2 separate regions of the Pan troglodytes genome follow, and region 1 is linked to region 2. The links are chromatin contacts, called in public HiChIP or PLAC-seq maps. All regions are on one chromosome and are shown on one strand. The core of a region is the stretch at or near the end of the contact, and the rest is flanking DNA. Distances in the headings are between cores, read along the strand shown. Region 1 holds the start of MARF1 (meiosis regulator and mRNA stability factor 1). Region 2 holds the start of NTAN1 (N-terminal asparagine amidase).

Region 1 (4,606 bases), core at 830-3,329, 540 kb after region 2:
GTTTCTGTTTCCTCCTATGCAAAATGTGGCTAATTTCTCCCCGCCACTGCATTACAGAGAAAAAAAAATTAGATAAATGAACCCCACTGTCTATTTTCACCACTGTATCTCTTGTGCCAACCAAAATGCTCCCTACTCTGTAAATACAAAGTAAACATTACCTACTACACACTATTGGGAGTGGTTAATTTGGAGATGGATTTAACTGCTACCACTGATAGTAAATTACGATTCTTGTCTTTCCTATTAGATACAGGTTTTATGTCCCCAAAAAGCTCCTCTCAAAATCTTAAGAATCTGTGATATTCACGGTGTTCATAACTTAAACATTCTCTCAAACTTCTTCAAAGCCAAATCCTGAAAGTGAGCTAACATTCACAGTATTATCTAGTTTATAAAGTATTTTCACTTAACATTACTTATGTCTTCATTCAGCAAATATTTACTTAGTATCTACTATGCAGCAGGCCTGTGCTTGGCACAAGGAATATAATGATGAAAAAAAACCCAGACGGTGGGATCCTCTTATATAATTTTTGCAATAATCCTGTGAAATAGACAGGGGAGAAATTAGCTACATTTTTGCAGAGAGAGAAAAAGAAACTTAATGAAGTTTTGTAGCGAGCCTGACACAAAATTAGGCTTGTTCACCCCTTTCCACTACATCAAGGTGCCTTCAATACTGCTCAATACAAGCGATTAAAAGTAAAAACTTTCAGGTGCCTGCACCCTGAAAACTTCCCAAATATCATCCACGAAGCAACTTAGGTAGCCAAAAGCAGGTTCTGTTTGACTTGAGCGACAGTCTCCTTTCTGTCACTCTCTTCAAGTCTTTTGACCAATTCAATGAGGAGAGCATAGGCTCTGTAGACTGTCTGCGTTTTGGTCTCCAATTAGACTGCGGTGCAGCTTTGGACAACTCACAACCTCTCTGAACCTCAGATCCCATCTCTAAAATGGGTGTGATAATAATAGAAACCACCTTACAAGGCCGTTGTTTGGATTACATGAGGTAATCCACGGGGAACATTTAGCAAATGTTGTTTCCTTAGCACCCAATCTAGTCTTTGACCCCACACCACCCCATCCCATTACCGTTTTCTCCCCCATAGCTCTTCTGTCCAAAACGGCCTTTTTAGCTTATTTTATTATCTTTCTCCCCCATTAGGCTATAAACTCCATGACAGCAGAGACTATGTTTTCTTATTTACTATTCCAACTCCTGTCCTTAGTACAATGCCTGGCATATTTTAATAAACTGTTGAACGAATAAAGCTTAATAAATAGGAAAACAGTTTAGGTTTCAATACACCGATATGCAAAACAGAAGAATATTTACCGCTCAGAGAAGTCCAAAAGACACAAATGCAATTGGACAGCTCTTGGTAATACCGGAAAGGTGCTTGAGAAACTCTAAAAGGTGTATCACGAGGTCGCGTTACAACTACTAGTGAGAGTGGCTGAAGCCCTAGACACTGTCAACCCTGAGACTACACCCTATGTGTTGCTAAAAGGCCGAGGGGAATGCAAAACGGCCGGGGACGGGGCAGTGTGTTGCAAAAACACCCGCCCCTTTCCTTCTCTCTTAACCTTCCAGCTGTGCACTTCACTCCTGGAGGGCCCCACCAGGGGTCAGACAGGGGCGGGCGGGGAGCCAAATGCCCTCGAAGGGGAACAGCGGCGCCAACAGTGACAGTAGTGAATGGACCCGAAAGGGAGACAAGCCAACTCTTTCGTGGGGGGCCCAACTGGCGCGTCCCAGTTAGCCAACCTCCCCTCTCCACCACCATCCCACCAGCAATAAGCGGGGAAAGAGGGGACACTGTCCTCCGTCCCGCCCCGCTGGCCTCGGAGCAGAGCCTGCCGGGGTCTGGTCGCAGGACTGTCTGCAAACTCACCTCTGCCGCCGGCTCCACCTCCGCTCACATTCCGGCCCCGCCGCCTTCCCCCCGCCCCCCCCAGGCCCTTTGTTTTGATTCCCGACTCCGCAGCTCCCGCCGCCGCCGCCAAGCGCACCCTCCACTTCCGCTTCCGCACCACACCGCCCCTGTCGCAAAACCGACGCCCTTCTCTCCTCTTCGCCCCGCCCCTTCCTCGCCCCGCCTCCGCCGCCGCGTCCTGTCCGCGCGGGGCATGCTGGGAACCCCGGGGGGGGCGGGGCCTCGCGGCCCTGCAGCCTCGTCAGGCTCAGTCCCCTCCCGATAAACCCCTAAATAGGGACTTTCCCGGGGGGTGACCCTGGCTTTTTTGGCGAAAACCCCCAGTTTAAGGAGGCCTTCCCCCTGGCTTCACGTTGTGGAGTCGAAAGGAACCTTGAAGCGGAGAATGAGCTCGTGACGTGGACCCGAGGAAAAAACCTGCCAACCAGGATTTAATAGAATTCAGCTCTTTCAGGCTTTGGAGGGAAGGCGATTTGAACGGGATTTCAATGAAAAACCCTATCCCTTCGGCTTTTTTTTTTTCCTCTCTCGGGTCTCGTCACGTGATGGTCCTACTTTATTTTTAAAAACTAAATGGCGCATATTCCCCAGCATCCTAAATCTAGTGCAACCTAGTGGCAAATGGAGAAAAAAATAACTGCCAACCCGGCTTCCTACGAGGTCCCCCGGAGTTCTCGCAAAGTTGCGACCCAGCTGGCAAAAATACAGTGTGTGCAAAGACTCAACTGGACATTGCCACCAAGAATCAAGAGATTTTGGGGGACTTTAGCAAGAAAACGTTATTTTTAAAAGCCCTGCTCCAAAGCTGGTTACAAATGAATACTGCGTTTCCAGTGACAGATTGGGCGAGCAGAAAGGAGATCTTACGGTTAGTTTCAAACACTTTGTGTTTTAGGTGGCCAGATATGCTGTGTGGTTTGCTTTAAAAAAAAAAAATAGCGCCCCACAATCTTCACGTTTCCCTGGAATAAAAAAAATTTAAGACTCAGCAAAAGGGTGATTTCTGAAACTACCAGCTGATTACTATTTTCTGTTGCAAATTAGGAAAAAAGCAAAGCACATATTGTGTAAGTTAAATCTAGACACGATTTAGGATGTGCTAGCTGCTAGCTGAATGCTACCTTAGGAGTTTATTTTTAAAGTTTGCCCAGAAACAAGTTGACTTTGCAAAAGAATCAGTAAGTCGAAATTGCCAAACGAGAATATTTTGCCCAAAAAAATCCTTACTGGGAGGTTATTTCAATAGGCAATCCCCATTACGTGGGGATTATTAACACATCCCTGTAAACATCCCTGTAGACGGGTATTGTGGAGGGCAGGATCAGACATGTAGCTGAAGAATCCTTTGTGCCTGTATTTAATTTTCCAGAAGGCAGATGGCAAGCACACATCCTCTCCCTGCGTAGGTATTTATTACTGCTGACTAAATCTTGACTGTGGGCCGGGCGCAGTGGCTCAGGCCTGTATTCCCAATACTTTGAGAGGCTACGGAGGGAGGATCTCTTGAGCCTACAAATTTGAGACTAGACTGGGAAACGGTGAAACCCTATCACTATTTAGAAAAGAAAGAAAAAGAAAAAAATCTTCATTATATCTGTGTATAGGTAGTATTTTCCAAGTGGAGATTAGAATAGATGAAAAACCCGTTTCTAGCGTTTTGGCTTTTTTCAAAGTACCAAACAAATAAGCTACTCTTCAGAGGTGTTTTTTCCCCATTTTATTTCAGTTGAGTATGTTTCAACACAAGCCATATTAACTAAAAATCTTAAGAAACAAGGTAATTGTAGGTTTCTAATTGCTTTTTTTAAAAAATAGTTTTTAGCCAGAAAACATTAAAGAATGCAGACACATTTCCTTTTTACTTTTTTTTTTTTTTTTTTTGAGACAAAGTCTTGCTTCATTGCCCAGGCTGGAGTGCAGTGGCAGGATCTTGGCTCACTGCAGCCTCCGCCTCCCGGGTTCAACCGATTCTCATGCCTCAGCCTCCTGAGTAGCTAGGATTACAGGCGCCCACCACCATGCCTGGCTAATTTTTGTGTTTTTAGTAGAGACGGGATATTGCCATGTTGGCCAGGCTGGTCTCGAACTCCTAGCCTCAAGTGATCCTCCCGCCTCGGCCTCTTTAGGATTACAGGGCTGAGCCAACGAGCCTGACCACATTTTCTTTATATGTATATTTTTCTTTTAGATTCCTTTTTACCAAGCAGACACATTTTGTTTGACTTAGCTTGGCATTCTTTCAAGTCCAAAGCTGTAACTAGTCACAACAAGTAAATGTAGTGATTGAAAATGGGCGGGGCATGGTGACTCATGTCGTAATCCCAGCACTTTGGGAGGCTGAGACAGGAGGACCCCTTGAGGCATGGTGTTTAAAACCAGCCTGAGCAACGTGGTGTGACACTTGTCTCTATTAAAAAAATTTTTTAAAACAAAATAGTCGTATTAAGTTGAAGGCTAATAAAAGTCTGAATTACAAATACTTTTAAAAGAAATGTAATTTTATTGCTGTTTTCTAAAGACTAGGAGCCTAAGCAAAGTATACCAGCCCTTAGGAGACAATTATGAGTCAAAATACATAAATTTTCTCTTAAGATATATTTTAAGTATGCATCCTCTATTAATTGTATTCCTGTTTCTTTGCTGGGAAAACTTTAGAGAGTACAAGT
Region 2 (4,981 bases), core at 1,282-3,781:
TACAGGTACGCACCACCATGCCTGGCTAATTTTTGTATTTTTAGTAGAGATGGAGTTTCACTATGTTGGCCAGGCTGGTCTTGAACTCCTAAGCTCAAGCAATCTGTCTGCCTCGGCCTCCCAAAGTGCTGGGATTACAGGCGTGAGCCACCATGTCTGGCCTCAAAAAAGTGTAATTTTAAAAATATTTCCCTGTATATATTCTTTGAACCTTGCCATCAGCCATCTTGTGAGGCAGGTTGGTTTCCTATCTTAAAGAAACAGGCTTTCCAACATTGTAATGAGTGCTTTCTTTTTCTTTTTCTTTTTTTTTTGAGACGGTCTTGCTGTAATCACCCAGGCAGGAGTGCAGTGGCGCAGTCGTGCCTCATTGCAGCCTTGATCTCTAGGGCTTGATTGATCCTCCCGAGTAGCTGGGACTACAGGCCTGCCACCATGCCCAGCTAATTTTTGTATTTGTTGGAGAAGCAGGGATCCCTGTGTTGTCCAGGCTCGTCTCGAACTTCTGGGCTCAAGTGAGTCCTCCTTCGGCCTTTCAAAGTGCTGGGGTTACAGGCATGAGCCGCAGTGCTGGCCACACACCTGCTATTGCTTCCTCATTGCCTGTAGACCAAAATTTGTGGAGCCGGGTGGGAAGAGAGGTAGGGGAGCGGTTTCCTGCTTGTTATCTGGCTCATTTAGTCCTTTAACACAGTACTCAGCCTAGGAGATTGATAACCTGAGATTACTTGAAAAAAGATCACCCAAAAGTGAAAAACCAGTTAGGCAAACTGCACCAGCCCCAGGCAGAACCCACAGAACCTTGTTCTTCACCTTTGCATTTCCAAATGCCTCACTTTGATTGACTACTCTTTGCTCTGCAATTCCAATAATAGCTATCTTTAGTGTTTAGTATGTACCAGGTGAAACAAACATGCTATTCTACAAAACCAGTTCAGGGAAGTTAAGTAACTTGCTCCAGGCCAGCCTGCTGGTCATTGATCACCCTGGTTTCAAACCCTGTTTTTAGCTCCGAGCTTCCTAGTTGGGACTTACTTAATGTCACCTGCGTTAGAATGAGTTGTTTACAGTACAGTCTAGGAGCATCTTATAGTGATGGAGAGCACTGCCTTTGGAATCATGCAAAGCTAGGTTCAGTCTTCGTTCTACTACTTATTTCTGCCACTTTGAGCAAGTTACTGTATCTGTTATAACGGAGGTGTTGATAGTAGCTCCTACATTTGTGAGGACAAATGACAAATGAGGTGTTGATAGTAGCTCCTACATTTGTAAGGACAAATGAGAAATGTAGGTGTAATAATACAGAGAAATAATTTCCTAGTAGCTAGAAATAGAGTTATTTTGGGTGAGAAGTTGGGTAACCTGGCGATGGGAACACCATCTTCTACAGTCACTTCTTTAGTAAATTTCCTGGTATTTTTGTTGAACGGGGTGTGTAAGCTGAGGGGGAGATTTATGAAAGAAGACGATGAATACAGATGATAAAATTCTAATAAAGTTTCTGCTGTATCAAGTGGCTCCTCTGTATCTTTTGTAAAATTACTTTTTGTTAATGTGCTGCAGAGTTGGATGAATTTGAGCAATATTTCCAAGTTTTAGAAGAGAGCTCCACGGTGAGACGCCTCTCACCTTGGGGACCTGTCCTCAGATTAGGGGCTCTGCAGTCAGTATCCGCAAATCCTTCCCCCACGGTTCCCAGCCCACCTGTGAGTGGCCTATTGCATTCCAATCACGACGTGTTAATCGATGATCTCTTTAGTACGTGGGGCTAGCACAGTTCAGGATATATTTTCTCAGTTTAAGACCGTTTACACTTATTTTTATTATTTTCAGAAACAGAGTGTCCCTCTGCAGTGCCCAAACATAGCTCATTGCAGCCTCCCACTCCTGGGGTCAAGAGATCCTCCCGCCTCAGCCTACAGAGTGGCTGGGATCACAGGTGCATGCCACCGTGCCCAGTTAATTTTTAAATTTTTGGCAGAGACGAGGGTATGGGGGAGGGTGGGTCTCACTATGTTGCCCAGGCTGGTCTCGAACTCCTGGCCTCAAGCGATCCTCCTGCCTCGGCCCCCCAAAGTGCTGGGATTACAGGCGTGAGCCACCGTGCCCGCCTGATTAGGTTTATTATTACTCATTGAATGCAATCCTACGGAGCTGCACAGCAGGGTCCCAAACTCAAGCTTGTGGAAGGTCACACACCTGGGAAGCGTGGAGCAATGACCTAAAGCGCAGCAGTCGGAGCCAGAACCCGCCCCAGGAACTCGTCCGGAGGCTCTCTTGGCTGGTGCAGCTGCTCCCTGGCAGCTCCCCTTTCCCCGCTCCTTCACTCCCACGCTTTTGGGACTACACTTCCCAGCGCCCCTTGCGGAGGAGGCGGGCCGCGCGCTGCTTCCAGGGCCACTTCCTGGCTTTGGACTACATTTCCCGTGAGGCCTTGCGGCCATGTCCTGGATTTCTCTAGTCTCTTCGGCCGGCACCGCCTCCGCCTGGACTCCACTTCCCGGCAGCGCCCGCGGTGGGGCGGGGCAGGACGAGGCGGGACGCGCGGCCCGAGGGGCGGGGGCGGCGGGCGGCCCGGGGCTGCAGAGCGGGGGGGCCGCCGCCTCCCTGGGCCTGTCTGGGCGGCCGCCTCAGCGATGCCGCTGCTCGTCGAGGGGCGGCGAGTGCGGCTGCCGCAGTCAGCCGGGGACCTCGTCCGAGCCCACCCGCCTTTGGAGGTGAGTGGGTCGCGGCGCGGGGCTTCGGGGCGGGCCCGAGGGGAAGCTGCAGGGCGGGCGAGCGCCTCCCTCACCCCACCGCCTCCCGCCTCACGCGACACAGACTTGAAACTTGGCGCTGTTGGCACATCCGGAGCCCCGGCCGTCGGCTCGCGTCTTCCCCTTGAGGGGTCGGGGAGTTTTTGCCTTCTTTAGACTTCAGCGGGCTGCCCCGGAGGCCACTCTCTGACAAGGGAGGGGATGGGGGCCCAGAGAGGTTAGGTGACTTGCCCAAGGTCGCACAGCACTGCGGCTCGGGGACACGCCGGGACCCCCATTCCCCGACGGGGCGGCTGCAGCCCCCATAGGGCTGGGTCCGTTTAGGCAAATCCGGCCGCCCGCCTTCGGGGACCCGCAGCCTGCGGTGAACGTTGCTTCGTCCTTGCGTCCCCGTGAAGCAGGAGGTTATTCCAGGGTGGGCTTCGGAGAGCGTTTGGCCTGGGGGATCTTGGCGGGGACCCCCAGTCCTTCCTCCTCTCTCTCCCCTACCCCCGGGGCGTAGGGCGCCGAGTTATTTTTAGCCGGGAGAGAGAGCCCTGCTTTCCGCAGCTGGGCCATAGGACCACGCCCTAATGCACGGGTTTTGTTTTTGTTTTTTTCTGCTTTTGTGCTCAAATAGATCTCTGAACTCTTGTCCACGCTTATGCAGGGACTGTTGGCAAGGGGGTTCTCAGGTTTTAAAAAGAGCGGGGCGTGGCGGCGGGGGCAGACGTCCTACTTGCCATAGATCCTGTTAAAGGGGAATCAATCAGTTCCTTGATTTGAGAGTCAAATATCGAGCCCCTAATATCTGTTGGGCAACGTACTGATCACTGTCCCTGCCCTCGGAGTGTTTATAGTCTAGAAGGGAGAATGGTTTCTGATGAAGAAGGCTCAGATACTATAAACTGTTAAGTGCCATAAAGAAAAAGCGTCCCCTTTCACTCTGAGATGGGAAGCACAGGAACCTGACCAAGTGTGTTGGGTTGGGGAAGGCATTTAGAGGTTTCATCTGTCACAGCTGTACAGTTTGTGATTATTTTGTTTGCTTGTTTGTTCTCTATTGGTCTGTCCCCAGAATGTAAGCCTCCTGAAGGCAGATAAGAGTAGTGTCCTCACTTTTGTATCCTCAGAGTGTAGGACGGTCCCTGGCATAGAATTGGCGCTCAGTAAAGATTTGCTGCATAAATGAGGTCACAAAATGACCCCTGAACGTGTTCTGAAGGGTGACAAGGACTTACGGGGAGAAGGCAGACAGCTCTGTGTGATTCACAGCTTGCATTTCAGGACCGACCATCGTCTGTTAGCCAACATGCACCGAGCTAGGCGTGGTGGCGTGTCACTTTATCCTTGCGTTGTGTTACTGTCCTGTTAGCTAGCGAAGTCAGGAGTAGGACTCACCAAGGAAAAATAATTTCAGCCGCCTGAAGAATTTAGGGGATGCTCTACTTTTATGTCTGTTTGAAAATGTCCGTGATAGAAAGTTAGATGGGTGTCCCGGGCTGCACACTTAAGTGTGGAGGGAGATTTGGTGACATACCGGGGCTGCTTCTCTCGAAGGAAGGTTTTGGCCTATTTAAGAAGACATGTCCTAGAAAGGCTGTGTACTGGGGACCAGTTTGTGTTACAGGAACTTTGGAAGGGGGCGATCACTTTGATTTGCGGCAGTGTAAGTGAAGAAGGATGCAGGCACGAGAGAGATTTGAAAAGGAGAAGAAGGGTGAGGGCATCGCAGCTGGGCAAGCCGCCTGGGGCGCGGCGGGCAGGAGGGGAAGGGCCCAGTGGGTGGGTGGCCTGGCCAGTTTCTCCGGAGCAGCCCGGGTGAGGAGGGGAAGCATGGAAAGTAACCTTACAGGGGTGGATTGTACCCAGATGACCAAATGACCAAGGGGCTTAGATGGACCTTTCACCTACTTAGCAACAGGGAGACATTAAAGGTTGGGTTTTTTGTTTGTTTGGTTGGTTGGTTGGTTGGTTTTTTTGAGACTTAGTTTTGTTCTGTGGCCCAGGCTGGAGTGCTGTGGCGCAATCTCGGCTCACTGCAACCTCCGTCTCCCAAGGTTCAAGCGATTCTCATGCCTCAGCCTCCCAAGTAGCTGGGATTACAGGTGCATGCCACCACACCCAGCTAATTTTTTTATTTTTGGTAGAGACGGGGTTTCACCATGTTGGCCAGGCTGGTCTTGAACTCCTGACCTCAAGTGATCTGCCCCTCTCGGCCTCCCAAAGTGCTGGGATTACCGGTG

Evidence for each region. HiChIP or PLAC-seq counts read pairs in DNA pulled down with a chosen protein or histone mark.
Region 1: an H3K4me3 HiChIP or PLAC-seq map of stem cell-derived excitatory neurons shows a contact between it and region 2, with 6 times the contacts expected there. The contact joins the promoter of MARF1 here to the promoter of NTAN1 in region 2. A contact is called at or near these places in 1 of 7 Hi-C or Micro-C datasets (stem cell-derived neural progenitor cells) and 1 of 1 datasets of contacts at active chromatin or transcription factors (stem cell-derived excitatory neurons).

Annotation. Positions count from the first base shown.
Region 1 is chr18:17,957,748-17,962,353 of NHGRI_mPanTro3-v2.0_pri, forward strand. MARF1 (meiosis regulator and mRNA stability factor 1) reads right to left here and starts at 2,080. Exons shown (of 26, transcript XR_010152287.1): 1 at 1,899-2,080. NDE1 (nudE neurodevelopment protein 1) reads left to right here and starts at 2,116. Exons shown (of 9, transcript XM_054668930.2): 1 at 2,116-2,808. The coding sequence starts at 2,756. It overlaps MIR484 (microRNA mir-484), which reads left to right and starts at 2,176; the gene lies at 2,176-2,253.
Region 2 is chr18:17,415,671-17,420,651 of NHGRI_mPanTro3-v2.0_pri, forward strand. NTAN1 (N-terminal asparagine amidase) reads left to right here and starts at 2,532. Exons shown (of 10, transcript XM_510838.7): 1 at 2,532-2,717. The coding sequence starts at 2,637.